Linked DNA regions of Capra hircus: region 1 is linked to region 2. A link is a contact called in public Hi-C data. All regions are on one chromosome and are shown on one strand. The core of a region is the stretch at or near the end of the contact, and the rest is flanking DNA. Distances in the headings are between cores, read along the strand shown.

Region 1 (7,099 bases), core at 3,056-5,555, 78 kb before region 2:
GGGATACGAGTTCAATCCCTGGCTGGGGGGCTCACATCCCACCTGCCTCAGAGCCAAGAGGCCAAGGTGTAGAACAGGCATACAGTGGAAGCAGTATTGTAGCAAATTCAATTGTTTTTTTTTTTTTAATGGTTCACAGAAAAAAGAATCTTTAAAAATATATACATCAAAAAAAAAAACCAAAAAAAAAATCTCAAACAATATAATCAAATTTGTTGAGAAACTGGTTCAAAATTCTAAGTAGCTCTTCCCAGAACTATCCAAGAACTCCTCAGTCCAAGAGTCCAAGAAGCCACTGTACATGAAATAACACGAAACACAAGTGCAAAGAGTGTGACCTGGTGAAAAGCATCAGGCCACGGCTCCGCCATCAGCAGTTCTGCTGACCGTCGGCCAAGCAGGTCACGGTGAGGCCCGGGTGCGTGAGATGAATCCGGTTCAGCGAGGGTCACGGGATCCACATTTGGGTTTGTCTGCGGCACATCTCCCAGGAGTTCTATGAAGGACACGTACAAACACGGCCTAATGAGACATCTGCGAGCCCGCTCTCCCCCCAGCCGGAAGGGGCCTAAGACTCCGACACTCAATGCCTCCAACTGAGATGGGCCTGAAAAGCTTCTAGAACAATGGGCAGATGATGACCAAGCAAAAGGATGAGCTGGATCCATTAGGTGTTGCCCTTCTTTTATCTGATCTTAGAGCACAGAGCTATAACCAATTCCAGGGCGACAGGCATACACGTGGAGGCCAGATGTGGAAAGCTCTGAATCAGCTGAAATCAGCTGCCCTCACTGTGGATAACTGAACACGCACGAGGCCCAGGCTGGACATGAACTTCTCAGTTAGACTCCACATAAGAAAACACGTAACCTGTCCAGACGGCTTTCTCAGGACATTCTCCATCAGCAACCTGGACTGAGCCAATGGCATGAATATATACGTGTTCAATAAGGCCATCAGGCACAAGGCTATTTGTTAAATCTCACCCGGGTCATCTGTTTCTTCGTTTTACTATTCTGAAAACATGCCAGAAAATCTTACCCCCTGCTAGATCCCCTCTTCTAATAAGAAAAATCTTGTGCACGCATGACAGGCGCTTCATAGCTTGGAACTAACCACACTGTATCGGGTGCTCGCGGCCAAGCGGGTTACTGTAGGTGGGAAATCATTAACTGTGTACAGTGAGAACCAGCGCCCAGTAATCCAAAGGCCAGGCTCGGCCAGGAAAACAAAAACATCGCTGCCCGCAACAGCCGTGAGAGAGGCTGCGTTTTTACGATCCAGGCATCTCAGTGGGCTGTTCAACCACAGAACATTAGGCAGGAAAGGTTTTTAGTTCACCGAATCCCAGCATTGCACAGTGATAACAGCAAACACGGCTGGAAAGGGGAAACCTGCAAACCCGCAAAGGCCAGGCCGGGTCTGTGGCACCGATTCGCCAGGTAGTCAGAGGACAGGACAAAGGCGACCCAGGGCGAGCGGGAAAGGCAACAGGCGTTGGTTGCATTCTGTTTGTATGATGGAAGCTACAGTTCTTTAACTCAAAATGGAATCTATCCAGTTGTCCAGAGCCTCGTCCTTATTATGTATTCAGAGGCAGTTGGACATACAAATTCCCATTCATCCCATAGAAACCATTTTAGAGTACGGGTTCTTCCCCCCCTCTTCCACCCCCATCCCTCAGTTAAGTTTCCTGGGATAAGAAGAATTTTACAACCAACTACAACCAAGGAAGTTGAATAAATGAATTATGATGAGAAAGCTACAAAGAATCTGGCACTTTTGTGCAGCCATATTGCTATGCGTTAGTTGCTCAGTCGTGTCCGACTCTTTGTGACCCCATGGACTGTAGCTCGCCAGGCTCCTCTCTGTCCATGAGATTCTCCAGGCCAGGATACTGGAGTGGGTAGCCATTCCCTTCTCCGGGGGACCTTCCCAACCCAGGGGTCAAACCCAGGTCTCCCGCACAACTATCTGAGCCACCAGGAAAGCCCATCTCACGCAGCCACGTGACTATCTGAAATCAAAGCAGCACCGCCCGATGAGCCTTCTCTGATGCTGGGCAAGTCCTACACAGTAGCTGCCACATGCAGCTACTGAGCATCTGAAACGTGCCAAACGCCAACCGAAGACGCAAGTTTTAACTTTCATTTAGTTTTAATTATCTTACTTACCTAGCCTCACATGCCTAGTGCTTCCTGACTGGCAGGTACAGCTCATTCCCAGGAAGCGGCAGAGGATGCCAGAATACACAGTGTTATCAGAGAAAAAGCTCAACGGCATCAGGAGACGAGCAGAGAAAAAGGTCATAAGTGGGAGCAGCAAAAACAGTCACCAGGCCTAATTACCCCACCCCAGGAAGGGAGATAGACAGAAACTCACAGTCAACAGCAAGGGAGGGTGGACAGGCTGGGTGGGTGGGAAGCCCCCTAAGGGGCTGGGGTGGGGTGAGCGAGTGCCCCCAGGGGGATGAGATTCCTAAGAGGGGCTAATCAGCTTGGGTAACTGCTACATGGAAGCCTGAAAAGGATGGAATGACTCCTTTTTAGGGGAAAAACTCGCAATTTGGGGGACAGCCTCTCCAAGCAATAGACCTTCCCAGACTAAAGGGAGGCAATTAGTGAAGATGAAGGGGAAGAGCATGCAAAGCAAAAGGAACAGCAGATGCCAAGTTCCCAAGCCCGGAACTCACGTACCCTGCCTGCTGGCAGGAGGGACAAGGCCTGGGCAAGGGGGTGCCCCCACACAGCTGCTGAAATGGGACCAGCCCAAAGTGAGACACGCTCCAACTGCGAAACACCCGCCACATCCCAAACACCAGGCAGAAAAGAAAAGTATATAGAAGATCCCAATTTTTTTGTGAGTACTGAGTCCACGCTGAAATATTTTTGATAGAATGGATTAAGGAAAACATTAAAATTCATGTCATCTGTTGTTTACAAGACTTTGCAGGGGACCACTAGAAAAGGCAGGGTACATATGCGGCTTGCGTTCGTGGCTCACATTGTCTTTTCTTGGCAGCACCAGGGCAGGGCAGAGGGCGGAGAGGTGGGGCTGGTGGGCTCGGGGGCCGATCACGGGAGGCTGAGAGCCAGGCCTGGGCTTTTGGATCCAACTTTGATGAGGAAGGGGTGGGAATCTCATTTCTCCTTTGGAGAGATGGCTGCAGACAAGAGGTGGGGGAGGGAGGCGGGGAGGCCGGGCTGGAGACAGGCTCAGCAGGCACCCCTCCTCCGGAGGCCAGAGACCTTAGGAGCCCAGGATTTGAGTCACAGTGCTTGGGCTTGAATCTTAATTCCAGTACTAAGAAAATGCGTAACTAAGGACAAGCTACTTAATCTCTGTGTCTGAGCTTTGTCATCTGCAAAATGGGATCCTAACAGCCTTCCACTAGTGGACACGCTTTGTCCAGTGATTAGAACAGTGCATGGCACATCGTAAGCCCTTGATGGTGTTCTGTGATTACTATCACTGGATGAGGAATATGAAAGAAGATGGTAAACTGGGTTTTTAACTAAAAAACTGGGTAAGCAATGGGAGGCAAGACTTTGGGTGGGGAGGGGGCAGACTAGGAAGGGAAGTACTGAGTTGGCCAATAAGTTCGTTTGGGTTTTTCCATAAGATATGATGGAAAAATCCAGACGAATTTTTTTGGCAATCCGATAGTCTTGCTTTGGCCAGGCTGCATTTGAGATTCCCATGGACCATCAAGTGGACCTGTCAGATGGGAAACTGGCTCTCGAAGTGTGAGTTCAGAGTCAAAGGGTGCAGGTTGGTAATACAGTTTGCTCCTGCTAAGTCACTTCAGTCGTGTCCGACTCTGTGCAACCCCATAGACGGCAGCCCACCAGGCTCCCCCGTCCCTGGGATTCTCCAGGCAAGAATACTGGGGTGGGTTGCCATTTCCTTCTCCAATGCATGAAAGTGAAAAGTGAAAGTGAAGTCACTCAGTCCTGTCCGACCCTCAGTGACCCCATGGACTGCAGCCCACCAGGCTCCTCCGTCCATGGAATTTTCCAGGCAAGAGTACTGGAGTGGGGTGCCGTTGCCTTCAGTTTAAGACACATCAACTCACTTGTTGATGTGTGCTTAAAGCTTTGAAACGCCATGGGACAGAGTACAGAAGAAAAAAAGCGGGCGGGGGGCGACCCTGGGCGCCTGGAGGCCTGGAAGGAGAGGAGGAACCAGAGGGCAGCTGGGAAGGAATGATCCATAACACAAAGGAAGAAAAGACCAGCGGAGGAGCTGGGAGGCCTTCCGGGAGCAGAGAGAGCTGTTTCAAATGCAGCCGGAGGAGGAGGAAGACAGGCGAGACCACAGGCGGCACCTGGACACTGCAGGCGGGCAGCAAAGGCTGGCGTCCCACCCAGGTCACAGTCGCCCGTCCCCCTCGTCACTGGAGGAACAGACACACTGACAAGCTTGGAGAAAAAGAAGTAGACAGCAGCGAACAGAGTCTATTCTCGAAGGGATTACCTGCTATCAAGTGAAGCACAGAGGACAATGGCTGGAGAGGAACGCAGAATTTTTAAGGAAGATTTTCAAAAAGAAACATTACAAGGCCTATTTATATGCCATTTGGAAGAATCCAGAAGAAAGGAAGAAATGACTCATCCAGGGGTAAAAAGAGCGAGCTTCAGGAGAGGCATCCTTGAGAAGGTGACAGAAGATTCCTTGCTGGGGGAGGGCTGGCCTCAGACAAGAGCCAGCCGGGCTTCAGCCCCTGTGGGGAGCAAGGCAGCAGGAAGAAGACGCAGCTGGGGGTAAGAAGTCTGACGGCCTGGCTCCCTTCTCTCAACGAACTCTTAAGAAGCGAGTCCTCAGCTAAGAAGAGGAGGGGGTGTGGAAGAACTGACGACTAATCAGAAGTTATGAAAGTTTTCCTGCAGCTGGAGAAATGGCCCCAAAAACGCAGTGAGACGCCTGAGAGATGCCCCTCGGAGGTGTGAGGTCACAAACATGACGGATCCAGCTAACACTGTCTTGGGAAAATGAGTTTGACCCAGAATGGGCAGTCTTAACCAGGGCTGCTTGGGGTCTCCTTAGGAAGTCCAACAGAATAAGACGATCCAAGTGGTCTGGGTGTTCTGAGGAGGCACCCACTAAGTCTAGGCTGCCATCTCAGGGCAAGAGGGGTGTGGTGACCACTAATGAAAAGGAGGTGGGGGTCCAGAGAGCCACCAAACTCTGGATTCTGAAGGGAGACTCTCACGTGGGAAGGACGGGCATGGAGATCTGAGAGCAGGATGTCTTAAATCATGATTCCAGAGGTTAATCGAGACAAGCTCTAAAGACGGTCAATACAAAGAGAGGCAGAAAGGTCACCGGGGCTGAGAGGTCAAGAACTGAGAGGCCAGGTTGCCGGGTGGATGGACAGACAATGATGGATGGAGACCGAGCTTGGGGAGGAAGGCGTCAGAGGAGGAGGTGATCAGGAGACCAGGACAGAATGAGGGAGGACGCAGAGCTACAGCTGATGGTACAAGTTTCAACAGGAGCTGAAATTCAAAAGAGGGGAAGGGAGGTCAGCTGGAAACGGCAATAAGGGAAAACCACTCCTTAAGATGCAGGAACAGGCAGCCAGGTTTTCACAACAGCAAAGAGGTGATGGAACATCTTCAGAATGCGGGGGGCACGGGAAAGAATGGCGTAGCCAATGCATATATTGTAGCAGGCGGCCCCACTTTGTAATGGGTGGCTCACCTGGTGGCGAAAAATACGGTAGCCTCCTAACTCAGCAGTACCCCAGCACGCCCCATTTGCAAAGTCACCACACGTTTCAAGCCTCTCACGAAGGGCAGGCTAGAGGTATAAAGGCGATGGCAGCCCCACGGTTCGCTAAAGTACGTTCCCGACACTTGTCAGTGACTGACTATAGCCAAGCTGTCACCAGCTTGTTGGAACAGAACCATCACCTCCACTCCAGCCCGACAGCAGGCCGGCAGCTGGACACCAAAGTCAGCCACCACTAGAGGGCGACACAGCCCCAAGACTTCAGCAACTCCCAGGCACTAACTTGGATCAAGCTCTCAGCAGCGGCAGAGACTGATTGACATTTCTCTCCAGTTCATAATTCAGTTACTTCAATCTTGAAGACGGAATACTAGAAAAATACAGAGAGGCCATGGGTACAGATATGCACAGAAAAAGGTCTCAAAGGTTTTAATGACCCTATTTGCAAAACAGAGAGACAGACATAAAGAACAAAGGTATGGATGGTTGCTGCTGTCGGTCCCTGGCCAACTCCTTGCAACTCCACAGACCGCAGCACGCCAGGCCTCCCTGTCCCTCACTACCATCTCCTGGAGTTTGCCCAAGTTCATGTCCACTGAATACCAAGAGGGAAAGGGAATGGTGGCAGGAACTGACAGACTGGGACGGGCACATACATATTATTGATATTATGCATAAATAACTAGTAACAACAAACTGCACCGCAAGGGAACTCTGCATGCACTGTGGGGCCCGGACGGGAATGAAGTCCGAAAGGGGAGGCACAGATGGATAAGTATGGCTGATTCGTCTGCTGGCAAGTAGAAACTTAGAACACTGCAAGGCAACCGTGCTAGGCTGAGTCACTTCAGTCATCTCTGACTGTGTCACTCCAAGGACTACAGCCCGCCAGGCTCCTCTGTCCATGGGGATTCTCCAGGCAAGAATACTGCCGCGGGTTGCTATGTCCTCCTCCAGGGGGTCTTCCCAACCCAGGGATCAAACCCAGGTCTCCCGCATTGCAGGTGGATTCTTTACTGTCCGAGCCACCAGGAAAGCATACTCCAGTAAAAATTAATCTTTAAAAAGGTCTCAAAGACTTTTCACTAACCTGGTCAACAGTAGTTCACCTCTAGCAAAGTAAGGAAGTGCACCCAAAAAGGGCTTATTTTCACTTTTCCGTCCATACGCCGTGTTTCTCAACAGTACATTCACACATGCTTTGTATAACTTAAAAATGCATTAAAATTGTGACAATATAATATATAGATACAAAATTTATCACATTAAACAAAACCTTAGGAAGCAGTAAAGTAACCAGAGAGACTCCGAAACAGCAGTGTTCAACAAGGATCTAAAATATATCACATCTAAAGCTATATTCTTT
Region 2 (7,370 bases), core at 3,023-5,522:
AAAGCAGTTTTCTTTTTGTAGTGATGCATGAAATAGCGGTATGTCTTAAAACTGATAGCACCTTGGAGTAAAGAAAATACAATATCCATGTCAAAGGTGAAGCTTATACGTTGTGAAGCGGGTAACTATACACAAATGAGCAAGATGACTAAGCCGACAGGGAGCAGAGGAGACCGTGGCAACTACACTACGGCTGCCGTGATCTCAAGAGCCACAGCTCAGATCCACTAACTGCTGCGAGGTGAGGCTGCGGCTCCAGTGAAGTCAGAGTTTCACCATTTTCCATGAAAATCCCCGGGCTTTAAAACACGACACAGACAACACTAAGCAGGGTCCCTGGACAGTTCTGACCTGGAAGCCATCAGTTTACAACCCCTGACACTTATGTCTATCTTACTTTATCCTGAATAATTTAGCTCTGAAGACTTTTCAAGATATTTGGGAGAGGGAGCATGTTAAAAATGAGGCTCATAGACTCAAACTAGGTTCAAATCCTGGCTCTACAACTTATTCACTGTGAGTCCTTATGCAGGTCACTTCACCTCTCTGAGCCTCCACTCCTCAACTGTAAATCACAGCATACCTCACTGGGTTTTTATGAGGACTATATGAGACAGTAAGCATATAAAGGCCTAAAACACAGTGCCACAGAGACTATCCTTGTTTGTATGAAACAAAGAGGGAAGGCAATGTACCATCCCATGTCAGGCTGGCCTTCATCTCTATGCCGTCTGCCTCATTCTAACCATCAAAAAAAAAATTTAATGCCATACCTAAGGAAAAAGCTATCACACTTTCACTCAACAGAAAATCCCATAAATAAAGGATACATTTTTATGTTGTAATAAAATATTCCAGAAGGTTAACAGCAATATTCACAAGTAGACTGTGCCAAAATGAGCTGCAGCTTGCCAAAAAAATAAACAAAAACAAAAAGCAAAAACAAAAAACCACCAAGGAACTAAGCCAAATGCAGAAACTAGTCCAGATTCTTCTGACTCCAAACCAAATCTGATGCTGGGCCCTGAGTCAGAAATTTGGTGAATCTGCTAACCCCTCTGACACCAAAGTCCTTTGTCTGATAGCAATTTCAAATTTGATTACCTCAGTGGACCTAATTTGGATCTGGTGAATATGAACCATAATTTACCAGAGGAACCCTGGCCAGGAAGGCACAACAAAAAATAAACAGCACATGCGCTCACACAAGCAAAGCCCGCACTTAATCCCTTTCATTCGACAAGCTGGACAGACCTAGAACAATGCCTTCTGTCTTGGCATCCCGCGGTTTTCTGGGTTAATGCAGTGTTTCATCACCAGCGGTACCTACAGCTAAAGCCTCTCCGTGACAGGGCACAACTCAGTGCCCGCCAAACACACAATAATGCTTTTCATCAACCTCCAATAAACACACAAACATACGTCTATGAAATTTGCTAGGGACGAATGCCTATTTTACTAAGAGGTTTATCAGGTGACTCTTCCACCTGGCAATCAAAGTATCTTCCTGGGTGATGATGACCCACTGTACGCGGTATGAGCTGAAATGCATGCCTTGGGAAGATGTTTGTTCCACTGGGCTCTTAGATGCTCAAATCTTCCCCTTGTTTTCTAACACAGACTAATTCAGGAAGACAAAGCAAGCTGTGCAAATTCAACCATTTCTTGTTAATATTCGACGAAGGCAATACCCGATCTTCCGAAGGCCGACATGACAGCGTGAAACCCCCATAAAAAGCAAACACGGCCCACACGTGAAGTCATCAGAACCACCTTGCGCTTATTCCCCACCCCCAGTAGGAGAAGCTGAAATGGCTGTGACCTGTCTTTTGGAATATAGTGTGTGTAGAACAAAACAGTACCAGCAACCTGGCCATCGCTCAATCAATCAATACAATGTCTTCATCACCTCCTGCTATTCCCCATACAGCCCCAAACCCCCCTCCAGCAACATGAAGGAGTGAACTCAGTCAGACTATACACATACATACACACACCTCGATTCTGTTGACATTCCGTCCTTCACTTTCACCCTAGACACCAGTTAAGGTCACCAGAATTAACTCACCTAGACAAAAGTGGTAAGATGTGCTCTGGGTCGATTCTGACACTCGCTGGAAAGGCAGACAAAGCACAGACCACACCGACATGCCTGTGATTCACTCACCCAGTTGCATTTCCCAAAATGCTCATTTAGAAAACATTTTTTTTTTCCAGGATTTTAAGAGTAATCATGTAATTAAAAAAAAAAAAAAAGACCTAAGATGAGAGGCAGCGGTCTTTATCCCCCACAATACTTCCTGCCCCTTTGTCTGGGAATGTGTATCTCTCCACCTTTCTAAAAGCTCACTGGCGGCCCTCTATTGCTACTAATTAAATGGAGAAGTAGAGAATGAAAGAGAAAGCTCCTCAAAGAGAAAACCAGAGGAGAGGAGATCCCCCTGGGTAAATGAAACAAAGGTACTTTTCATCCTTCCCCTCAGTTAACTGCACGGAAACGGGGGTATTTTACAAAAGTCCAGCATGGCAAAATGATCGGAAATGCCAATACTTGCTTTGCTATCGCTGTTTGATAAAATCAACACCACAGCGAGCTTTACCAAGCGCCGTTAAAGCAGTAAGGGGTTGAAACGTACCCCCGACACTTTCCCCACCCTAAGACACCTATTCCATTACACACGGAACGCGCGCGCGCGCACACGTACACACACACACAACCAGGATAGGAAAGCTGACGGGAGAGAAGCCATAACATTGTCGAGTCTCGGATAAGAGCCTCTCTATTAACCCCACCCCTATCACCAGAGAAAGAGGGGATCTCAGAAAAGAAAGGAGAGGAAAAAAGAGAAACCCAGAAATCCTTGAATTTCCAGGCATTAACTTTTCATGAAATGCACAACCAGGATAGGAAATACCTCCCCGCTGAGTAATGCCTCATGGGTTGTAAATTCACCTCTCGAAAGGGGAGCCAGACCTGAGAGCGCACCCGGCCAGATGGCCAACCCCTCCTACCTGCTCCATCCAGCCTGCCCGTCACGCCGCGCCGGCGACAGCCTCCCACCCCTCTTTTTGGCAGCGCAACACACCAATAAGGGCCGAGCCTGGCTGGTCGCGAGAGGGCTGAGCAGTGAGTTAGCAGGATCGCCTCAAAAGGGGGGAGTGGGAACTCGCGAGGAGAGAGTGAGGGTAAAAAACAAAGCCCTTTGCAGGCAAGCGGACGGCCTCGGGGGCGTGGCTTACTTAATTGGCTTCATCAATAAAAAAGATCAATGGAGCTTCCTCCTTCCACCCGCCCCAGAGGGGCTGGATCCTCGGGTTGAGGGGGGCGGGGGGGGGGGGCGGCGGGAAATGGCAGGGCTGCAAGCGTCCTCCAAGTTTCCAGCAGCACCTGCCACCATGCGCGATCTCCCCCTCCCACCCCAAAGACCCCGAAATGCACACTCTCGGCTTCAGACTGTGCAAGACGGAGGGTCGGACCCGCACGGCTCACAAGGTTTCACCCGCTCCCACCGTAACAAGCACACACACACGCAGTAGAGCACTTGCTGACACCATCATGAGAAAGTTCCAGTGGGGGACACAATCCAGGTTTCCGCCGAGGCCCCGGGCTCCCCCGCGCGGCGCGGGTCTCTCCAAACGCGACACCCATCATGGACTCCAGGGCTGCAGGGGCGAGAGGCGGAAAGTTGCCCCACGGACCCGGGAGACGCAGCGCGGAGCCGCACGCGCCCCCCTCGCACCCAAAGGCGGGGAGCGCCGAGGGAACCCCAGCTCGCACCGCTTTATTTACCAACAGTGCGCTGCACCGGGGGGAGGGGACGCCGGGCGGAAGATTGTGAGCACCCCGCCGGGACCCCTGCCCCCGGACGCGCCCGCCTTTGGGGTGCCCCTGCAGGCGCGCGGGTTGGCGGGGGGATGAGCATCCAAGGGGGTCGTCCCAGTGCCCACCGCCGGCCGCCGCCGGGAGGGAACTCCCCGGGGAGTCCCGCGGGGAAGGGAGAGCCGCTCACCTCTTCTTCCGAAAGTCCGTAGACCGGCTCCCCGAGCCCGGTCGCCATGGAGCCGGCGCCCCGCGCGGGATCAGAGGCGCTCCCGGGCGGCTGGGCTGCGGCGCGTCTGGGTGGCCGGGTCTCCCCTCCTCCGCCGCCGCCTTCGAGGACGGCCGGCCCGGCGCCGCAGGTGAGGGGGCCCGAGTGCTCGCGCCTCGGCCGCTGCCTGCGCCGCTTCCTCCCGGAAGGCTGCGGACCGTGCGCTCCCGAGAGCGCGCCGTGCAGCGGGCGGCGGCGGCGGCGCGGCGCCCCCGGGCTTCCCTCCTCCCGCGCGCCCGCCGCTCTCCGCCCCTCGCCCAGCCCGCTCTCCAGCCTCGGGAAGCCGGCGCGCCTGCCCCTACGCCCTGTCCCTCCCGGTCCCCGCTCTCCCCGCCCTCTCCTCCGCCCCCTCCCGCCCCGGCGCCCGGAGGGGACCTCCCCGCCTCCCCGGGGCGGGCACACGCGCCCCCCAAGCCAATCACAGGCCGGGCTGGGGGGCGGGCCGCCGGGCTGGCTGGGTTCGCCCCCCCCACGCCCCCCTCCGGCTCGCCACGGGCGCCCCCGGCCGCGGGGCGGGTCTCAGAGGAGCGCGGGCGCTCGGCCCTAGGAGCAGACCCACCCTCCTCTCCGCTTTGCGGGAGTGGGCGTGCTGGGCATTTGGGGGCACTGGAGACATTTTCTACAAGAAAGTCCCATTTCTCTTCCCCGAGGTCTTTCTACGAAGAACCCTGGGCCCGCCGTGATTATTAAAGGGGGTTGGGGGAGGGAGAAGATGGATGTTTCTGGACACCTTTAAATTCTTGGCAAACCCTGGCAAGCCCAACTTGGCGGCTTTGTGGGCGCCCCGGAGCCGGGCCTCGCGGCCGGGGAGAGGCTGCCCCGGCGTGGCCGCGAGTCGCCACTGCCTGCGTCAACCTTGCCGGGAACAAAACCGACCCGGCGCCCGCTCTGAGTACACGCCCACCCCCTCGAAAACCTTTAGCGTGGCTCTTTTGAGCCAAAGGCCACTCTTTTGTGATCCGCAACGTGAAATCGCAGACTGAAGTTTAAGGTTAACCTCTGCAGAGGCAAGCTATTAAGACATCGTATTAGCCATGGTAGGGTTCTTCCCACGTCCCGGCTACTGTTTCTCCAGCAAGCAGTTCATTTAATCCATCAGATGTATAGGAACGCCAGAGACTAAATTAAAGAGAGAAATTAGTCACTCGACTTTTTCAGGAAGCCTGTCCTTACATTTCGTTGTTAAGTACAGTTGTGGGTTCAGAAAGGAAACAAAAGTAGAACATGCTATTTGCCTTTGAAAAGAAAACATCAAAGTGCCCTCTTTGGTATTCACAGGGTGCCTTTAGGATTTTCATTCAAGTCAGTTGTTTCAGAAAGCAATCACGTGGTCCCAAAGCCTCCCCCCAACCGAGCCCGACCGCAGCTCCTGTTCTAAGTATCTAGCTGGCTTTCAAACGAAGGGAAACACCCGTCCTAATAGAAGCTTTCCTTTGCCTCCTGACAACATGGCTGTGGCTTAAAGTTGTGCGAACGCTGGATTTTCTTTCCAGACAAAGCCCCTTGGCGTCAACACCCTACTCAGAAGCCTTCTCCCCACATCGTGAGCCAGTAAATCACAGGGCTGAGATGCCACAGAAGCCCAACCGAGAAAAAAAAAATCACATTTATGGAGGAACAGTTAAAAAGACGATTCTCTGTACCTTCTGTCCAGGCCAAAGTTTTTTTACTTTTTCAGATCTACATTATGTTTCTTTTCATAAAGACTTGCAAAAACACACACACAAAGGCCCACACAAGAATTCCCATGTGCTCTTCAACAAGCCTGTGGTTTCTACAGGAGTTACTGCTCCTTTATCCTCGCTAGCCAGGTCTTTGTCAAGTTTTGTACAGTTTTTTATATGAGGGGAAAGGTAATCTTTTTTCAAATTTTAAATAGAAACTTGTAATTTCTAATTACACGGAACACCCTTCCCACACCTCGTATTGTAGTGTTAGTCGCTCGGTCGTGTCCGATGCTTTGTAACCCTGTGGACTGTGCCCCATCAGGCTCCTCTGTCCATGGGATTTCCCAGACAAGAATACTGGAGTGGGTTGCCATCCCCTTCTCCAGGGGATCTTCCTGACCCAGGTATGGAACCCAGGTCTCCCGAATTGTAGGCAGGCTCTTTACTGGCAGGCAGTGTATGGTTCTGGACTTTATCTCCAGGTGAGGCTCTATCCTCTGGGAACTCCAGGGGTGTATCCTGATTCCTCCCCCTGCCCTGTCTCCAGGGTTCTGCTCCCACGCCCCCACCACAATAGTCTGCACCTGCCTACACTCTGGGGTCACGCCCTGGGCTTTCCCTAAGGCATACTATGAGAAATTACAATATGAAACTTGCCTCACGTCATGTACTGTAGAGGTATTGATAAAATTGTGATCTTTACCATTTAGTGTTTCCTATAAGAAGACTCAAACAAGTTATTTATTTCAGACCTAGGAGGAAAAGCCTGGTTTCTTCCAAGGAACTGGTAAGCTTTTGCAGGACGCATGGTGACAAGAATTATTTCAACTAGTGTTGTTTTTCTAGTCACTTTGGCTACCAGGAAACTTAGGACTCATTTTATAGCCCTGAGGCATAAAGTGAAAGTCATTCAGTCACGTCCGACTCTTTGCAACCCCATGGACCATACAGTCCGTGGAATTCTCCAGGCCAGAATACTGGACTGAGTCGCCTTTCCCTTTGCCAGCGGATCTTCCCAACCCAGGAATCGAACTGGGGTCTCCTGGATTGCAGGTGGATTCTTTACCAACGTTATCAGGGAAGCCCTGAGTCATAAAAGAACCCCATAAAAAAACAAAATCGATCCCCTGTGTAATTATGTACCAGCTTTCCCCCAATATAGTGGTTCACTACCCTGGATACACATTGTTATCATCTGAGGAGCTTTAAAATGATCAAGAACCCAGTGGCAGGCCTAAGAGACTACAGTTTCACTGGTTCAGGGTAGGCGCACAGACGATGGTAGTTTCAGGAGCTTTCCAGGTGATGCTAATGTCCCTGTAAGGCTGAGAATGAGACCGTTGGATGGCATCACTGACTCAATGGACATGAGTTTGAGTAAACTCCAGGAGTTGGTGACGGACAGGGAGGCCTGCAGTCCATGGGGTCGAAAACAGTCGGACACGACTGAGCGACTGAACTGAAGGTTGAGAATGGTAGCCCGGGCCAGTCATTCCCAAACTTGGCTGCACGTGTCTAAAACCACTGGTGTGTACCTCCCACCCCTATACACTCTGATTAGTTATGCAGGGGCACTACCTGTGCATCAGGAGTGTTAGAAGCTCCCGGGTGATTC

Evidence for each region. Hi-C and Micro-C count contacts between places; a contact is called where the count stands out from the background.
Region 1: a Hi-C map of blood shows a contact between it and region 2, with 2.1 times the contacts expected there. The contact joins the enhancer-like site here to the promoter of NEDD4L in region 2. A contact is called at or near these places in 3 of 5 Hi-C or Micro-C datasets (all in blood).

What each region holds. Positions count from the first base shown.
Region 1 is chr24:57,440,192-57,447,290 of ARS1.2, reverse strand. All of the region lies in intron 1 of NEDD4L (E3 ubiquitin-protein ligase NEDD4-like), which reads right to left. Among named protein-coding and RNA genes, the nearest start is that of TRNAE-UUC, 63 kb to the right of the region's middle. Within about 2 kb of position 4,305, at least 1 of the 5 cell types and tissues checked has an H3K27ac peak or open chromatin away from gene starts, as enhancers often do.
Region 2 is chr24:57,362,174-57,369,543 of ARS1.2, reverse strand. It overlaps NEDD4L (E3 ubiquitin-protein ligase NEDD4-like), which reads right to left and starts at 4,272. Exons shown (of 31, transcript XM_018039444.1): 1 at 4,011-4,272. The coding sequence starts at 4,058.